2 separate regions of the Gossypium hirsutum genome follow, and region 1 is linked to region 2. Evidence: chromatin contacts called from public Hi-C data. All regions are on one chromosome and are shown on one strand. Each heading gives the region's core, a stretch centred on a gene start, on an enhancer-like site or on the middle of the called end of the contact. The rest is flanking DNA. Distances are from core to core; before and after follow the strand shown.

Evidence for each region. Hi-C and Micro-C count contacts between places; a contact is called where the count stands out from the background.
Region 1: a Hi-C map of leaf shows a contact between it and region 2, with 2.8 times the contacts expected there. The contact joins the promoter of LOC107953035 here to the enhancer-like site in region 2. A contact is called at or near these places in 2 of 34 Hi-C or Micro-C datasets (leaf and seedling).

The regions. Positions count from the first base shown.
Region 1 is chrA07:27,594,705-27,597,584 of Gossypium_hirsutum_v2.1, forward strand. LOC107953035 (probable protein phosphatase 2C 49) reads left to right here and starts at 1,533. Exons shown (of 4, transcript XM_016888261.2): 1 at 1,533-2,332; 2 at 2,647-2,844. The coding sequence starts at 2,165.
Region 2 is chrA07:27,452,262-27,455,347 of Gossypium_hirsutum_v2.1, forward strand. No RefSeq gene overlaps it. Among protein-coding and RNA genes, the nearest start is that of LOC107910009, 4.3 kb to the left of the region's middle. Within about 2 kb of position 1,465, at least 4 of the 9 cell types and tissues checked have an H3K27ac peak or open chromatin away from gene starts, as enhancers often do.

The sequences.
Region 1 (2,880 bases), core at 283-2,782, 140 kb after region 2:
AAGTTAGCTGAAATTGTGTTTAATTAAGGCCCAATGACTAAATTGTAATGTCTAATCGCTATAGATTTTTAATTAGAAAATTGCTTGGAGAGTTAAATTACAATTATTCAAAGTACCAAAATGGTTAATAAACCATCACTAAAGACATTTTAATGTACAGTATCATTATATGCCAATTAATATTAAATACTTTAATATTTGTTTAGTTAAAATTTAGTTAATTAAGTTTAATTAATAAGTTAATGATGTATAAATAGTAAATTTAACAGAAGGAAAGAGAAGATACTATCATCTTCTTCAAAACCGTGAAAACCAAATTGTAAAAGAAAGAAGAAAGCTTTTAAGGTTCAACCATTCGACCATTAAATTGGTATGTGCAATTAAATTCTTTTCTTGTAATTTTTATAGATTTAAAGCTATGGGAGCTTGATTTAGGTGTTAAATTTTAAAAACTGTTAAAATTTTAAAAATATATTCGCTATTGGTTTCTTGAAGAATTAGGTGTTAAATTGATAGAAATTAAGCTTAGTTTAAGAAAAGGACTAAATTGTAAAGCTCAATTGTTAGTTTTGTACATTAGGGACCAAATTGAATAAAATGTAAATTTGACATGAAATTTTAATTGGAATAAGAAATATGAGGTCCCTAGTGAGTAATTGTTAAACCGAATTTCAATCCGAAGCTTTAAATTGGAATTTATGTTTGCCTCGGGCTTAGGGACTAAATTGATTAAATTGTAAAATATGCTTGATTTTGTGATTAGTTCTAATTTGAATGAAATTTGATAATATTATGTGTTTTATGATTTTATTTAGCTAAAGTTGACACGAAACTGTTGAGAGGGAAAGGAAAATCGAAAGTTGAAGATGAATAGCTTAGAGTTTCAATTTGTATCTCTATGATCCGAGATCAATCTAATTACTGCATATTCATGACATTATGCATTATATAATGTTGAAGTGAGTTGTTAATGGTTATTAAGTTGAAATGCTATGGTTGAATTGAATATAAAGACAGAGATTAAATTTAATAGAATAGAAAGTTGTTTGACTTAACTGATATAGGAAATTGGTGTGAAATTAAGTTGAATTATGTCATAATATATATAATGAAATGATGAATTGGTGTTGAATTGAGAATGATGGCATGTGAATTAAACCATGTAATGAAATTGAAAATTGATTACTCTATTAATTGTATAGGTTTATGCTTTGGTATATTCGATGATGCACTTACATGTCAATATATTAGCTTCGGTTTATTCGATAATGTACTTACGTGCTAGTATAATTACTTTAGTTATCTGATGATGTACGACGTGTGCTAGTATAATTGATTCAATTTATTTGATAATATATTGTGTGTTAGGATAATTGCTTGAATTTACATAATGATGCACTACAATGCTAGATTGAAATACAAGGCGGTGGATCCGTATATGGGTTGATTAATAGGATTACAAACGAATGAGTTGCTTAAATGATATGCGAAGTAACGAGTAGTACAAACCAACAAAAGTCATATAAACAACCGACGAGTCCATAGTTTCCCAAGGTGAGCAAGTTTGTTGTTTATATTTTACTCCAAGTCAAATTTGACAACCGGTGGAAGCGTGGAAGGTACGTGAAGGATGAATTGGTCATTTTACCCAACGACGCAAGGCATTCGGCAAAGTGCTTGCTTTAAAACACAAAGAAAAATAAACAAACAAACAGTGTGACGCGTCGACGTAAAAACTACAAGAACTTTCACGTGTCCGTCAAGCCAAAGCTGCTTCCTATTATGTTGCGTATTTCTGAGATTGATTTTGATTTTATTATGCTTTTAGTTGGGTAGAATTTGCAAATATGCTATAAGCCTATACCGATGGATATATTCAATAAAATCATAAGGCTGTAAGGCTTACACGCGTCAATCAACAGCAACTTTTAAACCCGTTGCTAATTACATGTCCATCCCCATTTCCGAACTTATTTCAGTTTAAGCCCACCAGCACCAAGTTTGATCAATATTTTTGCTGACCCAAAAAAAAAAAAATTCAAATCAACCGCGAGTAAGGGAGGAAAAAGAAAAACCCAAATCGTTTTAATCTGAGTTTGAATAATTTTGATTTTGTTGTGGCGCTTTTGCTTTTTGTTTATGGTAATTGTCTGAAAGTAGAGAGATGGTAGCTGAAGCTGACGTTGTTTGTCACCAGAGCGTGCCGGTGTCGGACGTTCCCTTTTTTGTTAAAGGAAGTAATATTGAAGAGATCGATGAAACTCTTGCGATTCGATCGCCGAAGTTCGGACAAGTTCGTGTTGCTGAGTCCGATTTGTCCTTCTCTCAACAGGTTACTCTCTCTCTCTCTCTCTCTCTCTCTCTCTCTCTCTTTTCCCCAACTAATTTTTTCTAGTACGGTTAGAAAGTTTTAGATGGAATATGTTCATAGCATAGCTTTGGGATTCGTAGATTTTATGTTTTCGGGTGTTTTGAGAAGGTGTTAAACTTACAAGCTCTGGTGAATGGAATCTAGGGAATGAAAAATGAATCCTTTAGGTGCTAGTAAATGTATTATTAGTTGCTGTAATCTCAATTTAAGAGGAGATCTACTTGGTAGATTAAACCTTAAACCTTTTACCAGATGAAAGTTTTTTCCCATTTCAGGATGCGAAATCTGTAGAAAATGTCCCGGATCCATGTGCTGAATCCACCATTCTGCAATTTTTACCGTGCATCCGTTCAAGTAGTTTTGCCGACATCGGACCGAGAAGATACATGGAAGATGAACATATTAGAATAGATAATTTATCATCACATTTGGGATCCATTTTCAAATTTCCAAAGCCTAATGCGTTTTATGGGGTAATTACTTTTCGGCCAATGTTGCTACTGTCTTAA
Region 2 (3,086 bases), core at 215-2,714:
ATTGATCTCTGATAAAGAAGTGCCTCCATTAAGAATATCTAGACAAAAGGAACCAACATCTTGGCCTACAATATGCCAATACTTCTAATAGAACAAAGCGAGTATACTATTAAGACTCAAAGCTTTAGTTGGACCAATCTTTTTTAGCGCAACAAGAATCTTCTCCCATTCATATTTTGATGATAAGATCCTGTTTTGCTCCTCCGTTATACACTGTCTCATCCCTTCTAAAATATGATCCAAGTTGTTAGAACCTTGAGATGAGAAATGATCAAAGAGATAAGTATTTGCTATATTTAACATACCTCATTGCTTCGTTATAGTCCTTCCGTCCTCACCTTGTAACCCCTTAATCTAATTTTTTCGAGGACGTTGAAATGCAAATCGATGAAAAAATGTCGTATTTTAGTCCCCTAATTTCAGCCAATTAGCTTTCTCCATTTGCTCCTAATAACATTTTACCTTGTCTATTTCCAAATTAAGTGTCACTTTTGTATCCAAAAGCTCCGTAATATTCATATCATCTCCGATCCCCAAATTCAAATTACCTAATTTTCTCCGAAGTGTTTCTAAATTACCCCTCTTTCTCTTTTTCAACGAATCAGCCCAGTTCTGCAAATCTAAACATAAAAATTCCAGACGCTCAGGAACAGTCCCCCATTGGCACTCCATAATCTATGAATCTTAAGCTCACAAAACTTCTCTAAAGTCCACCATGATTCAAAGCGAAATTTCTACCGTGGTTTCTCCGTATCCTATTGTTTAGTAGTTAAAAGCAATGGACAATGGTCAAAAAACAAATGTGTCAAATGGAAAAGAAAAAAGTCAGGAAATTTCAACCACCAAGTCGAGTTCGCCACTCCTCTATCCAACCTTTCTCTAATGTTGTTTTCTGCAAAGTTCCATTTTTCCCATGTAAACCATAATCCTTCATATCCCAAGTCTTCAAGCTGACACGCAATCAAAATATCTCGGAACTCCTTCATACGCTCTTCCTCCCATGGTAACCTACCATTCTTCTCATAGGAATAAATAATCTCATTAAAATCTTCCTATACTATCCAAGGAAAACTTTGATCTTAACCCAACATTTCAAGAGATTCTAAACCTCTAACCGCCCTTACCTCAGGAGAGCCATAGAAACTCGTCATTATTCATTTTCCCCATCTGATTTTTCTTGAATCTCCACATTTATGTGATGCTTTGAAAAACTCTTTAAACTTACAGATACATCTCCATTCTATCCCAAACAAATCCCACCTTTCGTACCTTCAACTGGTCCATTAATTTCATTGTAAAACCCACATTTTGTATGAACACCCTCCATCTTTTGTGAATCCAACTTCGTCTCCATATAGAAGACAATTTGGGGATAAGTAAGTTTCAGCATATTTTGAAGCCTTCTAATTACTCGCGGACTCCCCAACTTGCGAACATTCCAGCATAAGAGTTTCATTGCTGCCAATCAGCTTGCCCTATGGCAACCATCGATAATTCTAAGAGAAGAGTCTGCATACTCTCTTCAGCTACCATCAATGCATCTGAACTACCAGAACCATTAGTAGTAGAAATCATTTGTTTAATTCACGTTTTGCCATTGAGACCTGCTGTTGGATTTTCCTCTAAATTGTGTATCGTCAAATCCTGTCCGTGCCCAATTGACTAACCTAATCGCTCTCTACTTTCCATATTCAGATTACCTTTCAAATTTATACCTAAGACTAGGTTAACTTGATTTTTATAATCCGATAGTATAGTACCCAGAGAACCTTCTGACTTACCATCCTCCCTCAGCCAAATACTCAGCGCCATAACCGCCCTCATTGTCTGAGCCCATAATGAAATATCCCATCCCATATCTCTCTCTTGGAAATTGTTATTCAATTGAACTAGACAGAAGTTATCCCCATGCCCCGACGGCCACATAAGAAACAAAATAATATGAGTTTCTCATATTGGAATTTCACATAAATAAATTTACTAGGAGAAAGCTGAAGTTACTTTTTTCGTTTTAGTGGCAAACGTACATCAATCTTTACCCGAATACGCATATATTGTTTTACCCCTCTAATAAATTGCCTTGAATCATACTCTTCAAACACCCTAATAAAATTACCAAACTATTTTGCAACCACTTCAGAGAAGAATCTCGACGAAAGATAGTGGATTTGAACCCAAAAAAATGAATAAATTAACGCAATTTACATCGGATCTTCATTCCTTTCCATATTCTGAAAAACCAACAAATGATTATTAAACATCCACGGCGCACCATTAACTACTTGATCGTTATCCACCCTATTATAAAATCGAAACAAATAGCGTTTCTCCCTCAAATCTGAGATCTACACCCCCAAAGAGTGCCATAGATTTGCCAACGTATTCCTCATTTTCAGGAAGTGAACAACATTAGCCGTAAGAAAGCATCTAACAAAAAAAAAATATTTGGGCCTGCACCTTAACTCTAGCTTGAATCTGCCATACTTCATCTTCTTCATTGTTGATATTCAAACCCTTCATTGCGTTTTCCATTGATCAAAGCCCTTAAGAATTCAACGTTAAATCCAACAATTTGTTACTTTTTCATTTTTTTAAAAAGATAAAATAAAATAAAAGAACTCTAAAATTAAAACTTAGAAACCAAGAAACGTGCCACAATAGAGCAAAAGAAAAAACATAGAAAATGTGTCATATTGGCTAATTGAATTTACACAAATTTAATTTAGACATCCTATTTTTTTTTAGGCGTAAGCCAAAATTAGCCTATAACGTTTGGTTATCTGGTCACTTTGGCCCTCTATATTTTTTTTGGAGCACTTTGGCCCCTAACGTTTTAGTGGTCAATTTGGTCTATTTTTAACAGACATGCTGACGTGGCCATTAGTTGATTAACGACATTGATTTAAATTTTTTTATTCCACCAAGGCGCCAACACATTTCATACCTAATTAAAATTAAAAATAATTAAAAAAAACAATTGAACCAGATCTTCTAAAAAAGCCCAATCCTAAAAACAAAAAAACTCTTGAACTAGTTAATCAAAAGAGAGAGAGAGAGAGAGAAGACAATGAACACTAACTCGAGAA